3 separate regions of the Mus musculus genome follow, and all the other regions are linked to region 1. Evidence: chromatin contacts called from public Hi-C data. All regions are on one chromosome and are shown on one strand. Each heading gives the region's core, a stretch centred on a gene start, on an enhancer-like site or on the middle of the called end of the contact. The rest is flanking DNA. Distances are from core to core; before and after follow the strand shown.

The links. Hi-C and Micro-C count contacts between places; a contact is called where the count stands out from the background.
Region 2: a contact with region 1 is called in a Hi-C map of Sertoli cells, with 2.6 times the contacts expected there. The contact joins two enhancer-like sites. A contact is called at or near these places in 2 of 39 promoter capture datasets (both in liver), 18 of 484 Hi-C or Micro-C datasets (LSK cells, Sertoli cells, cortical neurons and 8 more), 3 of 115 datasets of contacts at active chromatin or transcription factors (the SCID.adh cell line, embryonic stem cells and liver) and 1 of 9 other capture datasets (pancreatic islet).
Region 3: a contact with region 1 is called in a Hi-C map of liver, with 3 times the contacts expected there. The contact joins two enhancer-like sites. A contact is called at or near these places in 10 of 484 Hi-C or Micro-C datasets (Kupffer cells, Sertoli cells, epidermal suprabasal cells and 2 more) and 1 of 9 other capture datasets (adipose tissue).

Annotation. Positions count from the first base shown.
Region 1 is chr9:69,182,439-69,185,735 of GRCm38.p6, forward strand. The region is part of intron 1 of Rora (RAR-related orphan receptor alpha); the gene reads left to right. Among named protein-coding and RNA genes, the nearest start is that of Gm46153, 120 kb to the right of the region's middle. Within about 2 kb of position 1,648, at least 7 of the 459 cell types and tissues checked have an H3K27ac peak or open chromatin away from gene starts, as enhancers often do. A contact at or near this core is called in Sertoli cells and liver, where this site is marked.
Region 2 is chr9:69,298,137-69,301,433 of GRCm38.p6, forward strand. The region is part of intron 2 of Rora (RAR-related orphan receptor alpha); the gene reads left to right. Gm46153 (a long non-coding RNA gene) reads right to left here. Exons shown (of 2, transcript XR_001779364.2): 2 at 2,284-2,519. Among named protein-coding and RNA genes, the nearest start is that of Gm46153, 5.8 kb to the right of the region's middle. Within about 2 kb of position 1,590, at least 39 of the 459 cell types and tissues checked have an H3K27ac peak or open chromatin away from gene starts, as enhancers often do. A contact at or near this core is called in Sertoli cells, where this site is marked.
Region 3 is chr9:69,109,051-69,112,347 of GRCm38.p6, forward strand. All of the region lies in intron 1 of Rora (RAR-related orphan receptor alpha), which reads left to right. Among named protein-coding and RNA genes, the nearest start is that of Gm46153, 190 kb to the right of the region's middle. Within about 2 kb of position 1,486, at least 12 of the 459 cell types and tissues checked have an H3K27ac peak or open chromatin away from gene starts, as enhancers often do. A contact at or near this core is called in liver, where this site is marked.

The DNA.
Region 1 (3,297 bases), core at 398-2,897:
GTTCCATGTGTCTGGGTTCAAAGCTTCCAGCTTTACCAGTTATGGCCTCTGGGGTGACTTGTTTTTTAGGTTGTTACCTTGGAAACTGAGGCATGGGTTTCATCCATGTCAAGAGGGACAGTACCAACGTCATCACTCGAAGATTATTGGGAATACTTAGGTCATGTGGCAGCAGCTTTGGAACACAAGTAGGAAAATCGAGATGTTTGCAGGGGGCACTGTGGTCACACATTCCCCAGTGACAGGGACACATTCTGAAAATTGCATTTTGGATATCCCAACCCCCCCCCCCTTTGCGGTTTTATGCTTCTTTCACTGGGACATAACAAATTCCAGTACAAACTAAGCTATGTTCCTAAGACCTATCCTAGTTGACAAAGTCAAGATTTGAAAGACTAAGACCTCATTACAAACAAGAATTTAAAGAAGAGAGGATGAAATTATTTCCATAAATAAAGATAAAGGAATGTTTCTTTAAATGTGTGTGTGTGTGTGTGTGTGTGTGTGTGTGTGTTTGTGCACATGCATGTGTGTATATACCACAGCACATGTGCAGAGGTCAGAGGACAACTAGAGTTGGTTCTCTCTTACCATGAGGGTCCTGGGGATTGAACTCTCCTCTTCAGGCTTAGTTGCATGTACCTTTACAAACTGAGCCATCTCCTGTGCCCTTAAATGAATATTGTGTACAGGGTGTCTCTGTAACTACTTCCCAAGGTATTGGAACTGCCCTAGTAACACCTTCTTCAGCTGCTGAGGAAATTCCACGATGTTCACAGCCCAGGCAGGAATCACTCACACTTCCTGTGAGGGAGGCATGGCTTCTCAGTTTTCTGGCCATCCCTTTCTAGCTAAAATTATCTTTCTATTATGAAATATTCAGGGACTAGGGATATAGTCTAGTAGAGTACTTGCCTTGCTTGCACTGAATCCTGGGTTCAATCCTCAGCACCCGGTAAGATGGGGGCGATGGCACACACTTACAGTCCCTGGAAATGGAGACAGAGGAACATCAGAAAGTTCAAGGTCATCCTTGGCTATATTGTGAGTGTGAGACAAGCATGGCCTACATGAGGCCCTGTTTGTAAGAACAAGGAAGGAAGGAAGGAAGGAAGGAAGGAAGGAAGGAAGGGAGGGAGGGAGGGAGGGAGGGAGGGAGGGAGGGAGGGAGGGAGGGAGGGAGGGAGGGAGGGGAGGGAGGGAGGGAGAGAGAGAGGGAGGGACGGAGGGAGGGAGGGAGGGAGGGAGAGAGACAGAGACAGAGAGAGAGAGAAAGAAAGAAAGAAAGAAAGAAAGAAAGAGAGGGGGGAGAGGGAAAGAGAGAGGGAGGGAGAGGGAGGGAGGGAGAGAGAGAAAGAAAGGAAAGAAAGAAAGAAAGGAAAGGAAAGGAAGGAAGGAAGGAAGGAAGGAAGGAAGGAAGGAAGTCAGCTGAGCCAATACAGTGTTTTCTATGCAAGCATGCACAGTCTGAGATTCCCAAAACCTACATAGAAAAGAAAAGGGGAAAAAATGTGATGCTGTGCATTTATAATTCAGGTCTGAGGAGGCACAGACAGGAGGATCCCAGGGGGCGTAGGTCTCTAGCCAGTCTGGTCAATCAGTGAACTTGATCCCAGGGGGCATAGGTCTCTAGCCAGTCTGGTCAATCAGTGAACTTCCGATTCACCCACGCTCATCAACAGGTCAACAATAGGTGAACTCTCATACGTCAATACCCAAGCAGTCTTTGGCAAGACTTTGATACATTGTGCCCTTTTCCCATGCTAAATCAAATGCCAATCATGATACTGTTTCATTCAGGAATATTTCCCATTGTGTCCTGTCTGAACTGAAAGCTGCTCTCTCCCTCTCTCTCCCCCTTGTTCCTTTTCAAGGCCACTCAGGAAGGCCTTGTGATTAGCACTGTGTTTTGCCTTCTAAGTCCTGCCACGTCCACAAACTCAATTTTCTGTTCTGTGCTTCTCTAGAGACCTTCCGGTATGGTGAGCATTAAATGTATCTCTCTGTGAACATTAGCAGACTTCGGACTGGTAGATAAAGATGCTAGTTTTCCCAGGAATCAAAACCTAGACAGTGCCTACCTCTTTCCTGCCTTCATTGCAGAGCACTGCATAAAGCGTACTGAGTTAAGCAGGGATAATTTTTCTGATGTAAAGTCTGGTTAGGCTAACTCTTTACCCAATTACACAGCACTGTAGACCCTCGTGAAAGCAGCTAGCTCTGTCACCACTGTCCCCTAGGAAAGGTCAAGGCTGCAATTAGCAGTTGCCATGAGAAACGGGGCCTCACAACGAGATACCTGAAACAATCAAAACAAAGAAAAACAAAGCGATTCTGAATAAGCGTTCCCATTCATTGTTTCATTTTATCTACCCAGTAGCCCTTTGAAATGGGTGTTTCCATACTAGCCTTTTTCTCATGATTAAAATTTTATTTATATACCTTTATTGTAGGTATTTTAGGAGACATAGGCAGGGCAATGAGAAAGTGACCCATCATTTCCTATCTCCTGGAAATAACCACTCTAATTAATTTAGTGTATATATTTTCGATCTGTCTTTTCAATGTGCTTCTTCTTTTTTGGCAAAGATTATTCTCTGGCATTTTGTATCCTTCTGCTTCCCTTGCTTCATGCTGCTAGAACATCCTTCTCTGAGATTTGTGTTATCCCATGATATAGACATCCTTGACCTACATCATCCTCTTTGTTGACACTTGTGTGGCTCCTGCCTTGTGTATCTCTCAAATAAGCAAGGGGGTGATGAAAGGATCTGCATGGACCATGAGTCAAAGATTAATCAATATGGTTATACTTCTTCTATATTTGGTTTTCTTTTAAGTATTTTTTAACTTTATTATTTATATGACTAGACTGTAGCTGTCTTCAGACACACTAGAAGAGGGCATTGGATCCCATTACAGATAGTTGTGAGCTACCATGTGGTTGTTAGGAATTGAACTCAGGACCTCTGGAAGAACAGCCAGTGCTATTAACAGCTGAACCATCTCTTCAGTCCCATCTTTTTTCTTTTCTTTTTAAGGAAGAACTCTCTGTATAGTCTAGGCTAGCCTCCAACTTGTGACAACCCTCCTGTCTCAGTTTCCCTAGTGCTGAGATGACTATCACATGACAGTTAGACTGTCTCAGTTGGGCCATATTTCTAGTGGTAGAATTTTATGATGAAAGAAAACAATTATATCCCTGTTCAATTAGGGAAACTGAGGCACAAACCATTAGTTGCCTTACCCAAAATTACATATCAGGTAATTGACAAAACTAGGAACTCCTGACTCAGA
Region 2 (3,297 bases), core at 340-2,839, 120 kb after region 1:
TCTTTCGGACGATGCTTGAGTGTTTCCTGTATGCTAGACCATTCTGGTGCCACCTATATGCTGTGATAGTCAGATTCAAGCTCTTCCTGTCAATCAGGTGTCTCGGGTGGTGAATCAGCATTTTTTTTTTTTTTCAAATACCAAGATGCTGGCAGCCACAGTTAACCAGAGAGGGCTATGCTGAGGGTTTTGGGCTTGCCAGTTTGTAGTTTCTCAGAGGTACATACCATTGGAAAACCAAGACACTTGGCGACACACAAAACTATCTGATCCCACAAAACATTGATTGGTTAAGGCCCACTCTTATATCTATGTGTGAACATGGTTTGATTTCAAGTAATCAAAGAGTTAACAATAAAATATCTTCACGAGTGATCCTAGGACTGGTTCCTGAACCTGGAGTAAAGCTCCTAACTGGAGCCTGTAACAGGCAGATTACTGAGTCCCACCTAGAGATGGCATGGTGGAGTCAGTGTTGGGTCGGGCCCCGAGGGCGGATTTAATCAGCATCCTGGGTGTTTCTGATACAGGCGGGCATCCTTGGGCCTCAATTGTTACACCCTTGTGTTCTAAGCTGTCAGCTTTGGGGTAGGCGGTGGGCTGCTCTACTCCCTCAGTGGTTCCTAGAGACCATCAGTCCTCGCCATCACATGGAAGGCATTTATCTTGTGTAGAGTTCTGTTTCTGGTGATCTGGGCCAAAGCCAATGAGTCAGTATTCACAAAAGTTCTTTTGATGGTCGTGAGGGTTAGATCAGTTTGGAAAGCCCTATTCTGGCCTCCTAACTGAGGTCTAAAGCGAAGCTCCAACAGTGAATGATCTTAGGGTAAACACAGGCTTCCTCGGGGTCCTCTGAAGAGAAATAGAGATGGGAACCCAATGTAAGGGATTTCTGTCATCACTTCAGTAACAGCCACACTTGGAATCGTTTTCTGTGGCCTTGCTAAACACTAGCATGAAGGAGGAAGTGGGTGGAATGTTACCCCCAGATCTCTTAACCCCACGTGACCTAAACAGGAGAGGGTCCTGAGGCAGTCTAGGCAGTCCAATAAGGGCGCTTATGATAATGGCAAAGCTCTCTACTCCTTTTCCTGAATGACACTGTCTGGAGTTCTGGCCTCTGTTTGCAACATTGACTCCAGACCTGTATGTGGGAACTGAATCTCCCAGAGCAGGTGGGGGAGTTGGCCACAGAGTCCAGCCAACTCTAATGGAAACAGCAATGTCTTTCCTGTGTTACCTTTTCTATCTTTTTTTTTTTAATTTAATGTTATTTTTTTCAGCAACAAAGTAAAGATTCCCTACTCCTAAGCTCTTCCTCAGCACTTCCTATGAACAAAAGGGCCTTTCTCCGGCCTAAGCATCCTCTCAGTGTGTCTGCAGTGGCCAAGCTGGGGGAGTGGGGTTAATGACCAGACATCCTACCTCCTACTCCAAATGACCAGACACCCTGTCTCTGATTCCAATAACCAGACACCCTGCCTTTTGTGTAGAGTGAGTTTTCATCTGGAAACGCCAGTAAAGTTGGACTCTGAGTGGTGTGGAGGCAGACAACACTCCAACTGACTCTGGCCCTGGGAGGTGGTTGTGCAATATACCTACCCCATTGCTTGGGGCAGCTTCAATGCTGTGGGCTACTCAGACAGTGGTGACCATGACATATGTAGTCTGTGTCCTTGGTGAGTGTATGCTGTGGTGGGTAATGTTTGAGTAAACATGCCAGCTGCCTTCATATAGGTAACTCCAGCAGCACAACCAGTCTGACAGAAGTAGGATGGCTTGGTGGATGAGCAAAAAGAGAGCTCAGTCACAGGCTTTCCCCAAACCTTGCTAAACGCCCTGCAGCAGGCCTAGAACGGATCTCAGAGGCTCTCTGGTCTCTCAGCACCCAGTATTGTCAGTATATTAGACAGGATGGAACTTTCAAGGTATACAGGCTCTTAGGGATTAGAGAGCTGGAGCTTTTAAAACTTCACACTGCTTACAGAGGACCTGAGTTTTAGTCACAGTGCTCATGCCAGGCCAATCAACCCAATCCAACACGCTCTACTGGCCTCCTGTACTCATGTGCACATACCCCCCACACACATACACACACACACACACACACACACACACACACACACACAGACATGTACTTAAAAGTCAAATTTTAAACAATATATGTGTATTTGTGTGTGCGTGTTCTATTTGAGATTCTGGTGATTTTGGTCTGATGGCCTTGGTGGATCGCATGTGCTGGTAAATTGTAAGCTGCATAGATGATTCTGATTGAGAAATCGCTTAAGTTCAACACCTTTATTTGATGCATGAGTCATCTGGGCCCCCAGTTGCCACACGGTGTTGAGGAGTGGAAAGCCCCAGCCTGCGTGTGGAGGGAAGCGGATGAAGGCATGGGCTCTAGTCTGGATCTGCTGCATGGTAACTGGCAGGTTTTCTTCGCTTGCCTTCTTGCCCTGTTTGTAAAATTAGAAGGTTGTGATTGACAGCTGCCAAGGTCTTTTCCAGAGTTCATGTTTCTATAAGAAAAAAAAATGTTTCCGTTACAGTTGAAAGGTGGGCTGGGGTCTCTCGTTCAAGATGTAGGAAAGGCACACAGAAGCCTGCTGACTTCTTTACTCCCTGTCCCCAACTATAACTGCTTAAGATACTTCAGTCGGCTAACCAGCTCCTTTTGGAAGTGAAAATTCTAAGGTAGAAAGAGGTAATTACTAATGCCAGCTATTTAAATACATTTTAAAACAAGAAGGCTTTCATTAATATTAACAAATATGCCTAAACTTAGTTCTGGCAAATTACAGCCCTGCTTTATCAAGTTCTAGCCCAAAGCCTTTTCCATTTTTGATGGTTGAGTTGAAACCTAGGAGTGGGGTATTAACTGAAAAATGAAGACCACCAAACAGCCTAAACCACTGTATTCCACCGTGATTGTATTCCCAACGGCACACTAAAGCCCCAGATCCCTAAGAGATGTAGTACACCCCCCCATTTCTCCCCAGTGATTAGCAGGCAGAAATGCTGTGCCTCCTGGGCCACCTGCTTAAAAACAAACAAACAAACAAACAAAACAACAACAGCAAACAGAACCAGAAGGAAACATGGAGATCTGTCCCTACTTCATCTGAAGCCAGAAATCCAAAAGAACTTGAGTTTTATTACAATGTTGATCGAAGGAGAAGGGTCTGTTAGACACCAGTTTCCTGTGATGTAAGTGAGGGTTGGGGTGAGGGGATGATATTTGACATTTCCAGAAGTGATTAAACAAAGTTTGGAAAGAAAAATCTGATGGGAGTCAGC
Region 3 (3,297 bases), core at 236-2,735, 74 kb before region 1:
CTCCTTACTTGCTCTGTGCCCACCAAGTGTCTTATATGTTTTAATTTTTTATTCCACTAGCTTTCTTGGAGTGGTGTGTGTGTGTGTGTGTGTGTGTGTGTGTGTGTTCTGTTATTGCTGCTGTTTTTTTGTTGTTGGTTTGAGAAAGAGTCTCATGTATCCAAGGCTAGGTTTGAACTCACTATGTTGCTGCGGATGATCGTGAACACCGAATCCCCCTGCCTCTACCTTCCGTGAGCTGGGATTATAGGTGGGTGCCACAGTACCTGACTGATGGGTTTCAAATCTGAAGCTCCTTGAAGAACTTAAGACTGTGATGCCTTCTGCTAAAAGAAGACTCAGTGACAAGCTCTCATTTATCAGAAGTCATGCTGGATAAGTGAGCTGCATTCCTGGTAGGAGGAACCCAGTGGTGACACTGGTGGGATTTATGTTCAGTCCTCCAACTCAAGGACATCCTGACATGAGTGTAGTTCAGGTTCTTCCACCTAGTAGCCCACCCTGCAATGACTATTGCCTGCCTGTCAGGACTAGAACCAGGCTTGAGGGGACACCTGAGGCAGAGTCTGCCCTTAAGGAACTGACAGTGGCTGTGTGGGATGCCTTTTCCTATGAATGGGTTACAGAAATAGACTCTGGGAGCTCTGAGGTCAGATTTTGGGGTGAAGGGGTCTTAACACAGAGGCTTACAAGTAAGTGGAATCTTTCAAGAGGAGGAGCTTTCAGACACAGAAGGGAAGTTGTGGGAGAAAGCTCAGTAGACAGGAGGTCAATATACAAACAGAAAAGAAGGAAGTTAGGACTCAAAATGCCTGGCGCATAGTCAGCATGGCCAGACTAGAGTGGGTCAAGCAAGAGGATGCAGTGTGGGTTCTGGCTAGTGTTCACATTTCTAGCCAGAAAGAACAAAGATGGCCCAGGCTTTGATACCTGGCTCACTCACTCCCTAAGCAGCAAGAATGCAGTAAGGCACTGAAAATCCAAGGGCCTCAATTTCTCCCTAGCCACACAGGGTGTTGTAATCCTATCCTGGTGTTGTCCTGAAAATCAGCAGGAAGCCACATCAGCTGTCTGTCCCCCAAGTTTACCAGTCATTATTTGCCTTTGTGTGAGGTGTCCTTATCATAGGTCACAGACTCAAAAAGCCAGTGGCCCAGCAGGTAACAGAGGTAGCAAGAGAGCCAAATTGAAGGGACTCTGCAGTGTGGAGGAGGTCTGATGTACACTAGGCTCCTCAGGACAGGAAGCGCTACATGATCCCAGATTTCAGATTATTAGAAATGTGCAGTACAAATTTCGGTCTGAAGTGTCCCCTGCAGTTGTGATCTGAAGTTGAGAACATGGCCAGAGTCCAGGCAGTCCATGTCTGTGGGCAGCCAGGTGGAGACCTTTGATCTTGTTTTTATGGAGTGATGGGTCTGTACAGGGCAAGGCTGTGGTTGTTCCTCGTTCTTAGCAGGGCTGGTTCTTGGCACCTGCCCCATGGTTAGAGGGCACCAACTGGCCACATGCAGACACCAATCACCAACGCCAAGGGTGAGGAAAAGCCAAGCCAGCAAGTGAGGTTTTCAACAGTGCTGAATTCAAAGAGTGACCCCATATCTTCGCACAAGCCCAGGAACGAAAACTTTTCAAAACTCAGCCCCAGCGAGACTCTCCTGGGAGAGAAGCAGATCCTTAAGGGGGGCTGGGGGGGGGGAAGAATCTGTAGTCTGTGAGGGGCAAGGTTTGCCAAGCTATTAAACAGCAAGTTACAATAGGCAAGTGCAGAGATCACAGACTCGGGGATAAATGTACACTCATCTATACGGGAAACTTTGATGCTTTCAAATGCTCCCACCATCTAAGGAGCAGGCAGCAGGCAGCGCCTACATATCTCACAGCGGTCTACCTGTCTGGGTGTTTGGGCTCGACGGCAGGAAGCTCTTTGAAACCAGGCTGAGGTATTTCAAACAATTCTGTTTGACTCTCCAGCTTGTATATTCTGCTAATGCCCCTTTTTGTTGTTGTTAAATTGGCTTTTTTTTCTTTTTATTTATTTAATTTTTTTTTTTTTTTTTTTTTTTTACTAATTTTGGAATCTCCTATTAAGCTGGCAGTCTGCAAAGGAGACGATGACAAAGCTAAGATGCCTTTTGACTATCTTAATTGAATTAACACACACACACACACACACACACACACACACCACACAGGTGAATAGCTTACCCACAACCCTATGTAAGGAAGGAGATAAATTAGACTCAGAGATCAGAACTATGTCCAACAACAGCCCCATTAAAAGTGCCAAATGTCTGAAGCACTTGACTCCTGCCCAGATTATTTCCTGATGGTTTAGGGAGGGATGTTTACAACTTTCTATGAGTAATAAATAAATTAGGAGCCACCCATTAGAGCTTTCTAAATTATAGACATGACAGGCAAATTTCTCCTCTTTGGAAGCATAGAATGACCTGAAAGCCAGTCCTCGGCTTCAGCCTGTTTTCTCTTTGATTCTCTTTTCATTTTTTCTCAGTTACTGAGGGAAGGAAATAGCAATGTTGAGGAGTTTGCCCCGTCCCTTGTGCTTGCAGCCACAGTTCTGGTAACGAGGAGTGAGGGCCCGATGTGGGGGATACCCAGCCATCCTCCTACCACTTGGGGAAAGGAGGTAGGACAATCTCAGTTCCAGCCTGAGCTACACACAGTGAGATCTCATTTCGATCCTCTAGTGTTTCCCCCAAATAAATCAAGGTGTCTGTTGAAGTCATGGAGTGGAAACCCACAGGGCTCCAGTTTCCTCTCTCCTGTTGATCTCACACAGGCCTTGCTCATCCTTCACCGGTTTGCTTCTTACAGTCGATACCTGTGTCCTGGCAAGGAGAAGTCAAATGGAAGATTTGAGAAGGTGGCTTCTGTGAGTCAGGGCTTCAAAGCTATTTCCTACAAGGAAAGAAAAAAAATTGTCTCTTTTTGCTAATGTTGCAGGAGGTGTGGTAGCTTGGCTATCTCTTCCAACAGCGTGTTGATGGTTGTGTGTGGGAATCTTACACAAGACCTAGCCAAACCAGAGAGGATTAGCTTTAATTTCATTCAAAACCGGTAAGGAGGAAGAAAGGCTGCCTGTACCCCGAGGCAGTGCTTAGGAACAGGTAGAAGAAGGTAGGATCCTGTTGGGGAGTGACAGACCACGATTCTGAGCTCACCCCCAGGGCTCCCGGGCCAGACTCTGGGTACATGTTGGGCTTTATTTTTACCTGGCTTACTAAGAGATCTTGGAAGCAAGAGACACCAGATTTAAAAGATGAGCCGTGAAAG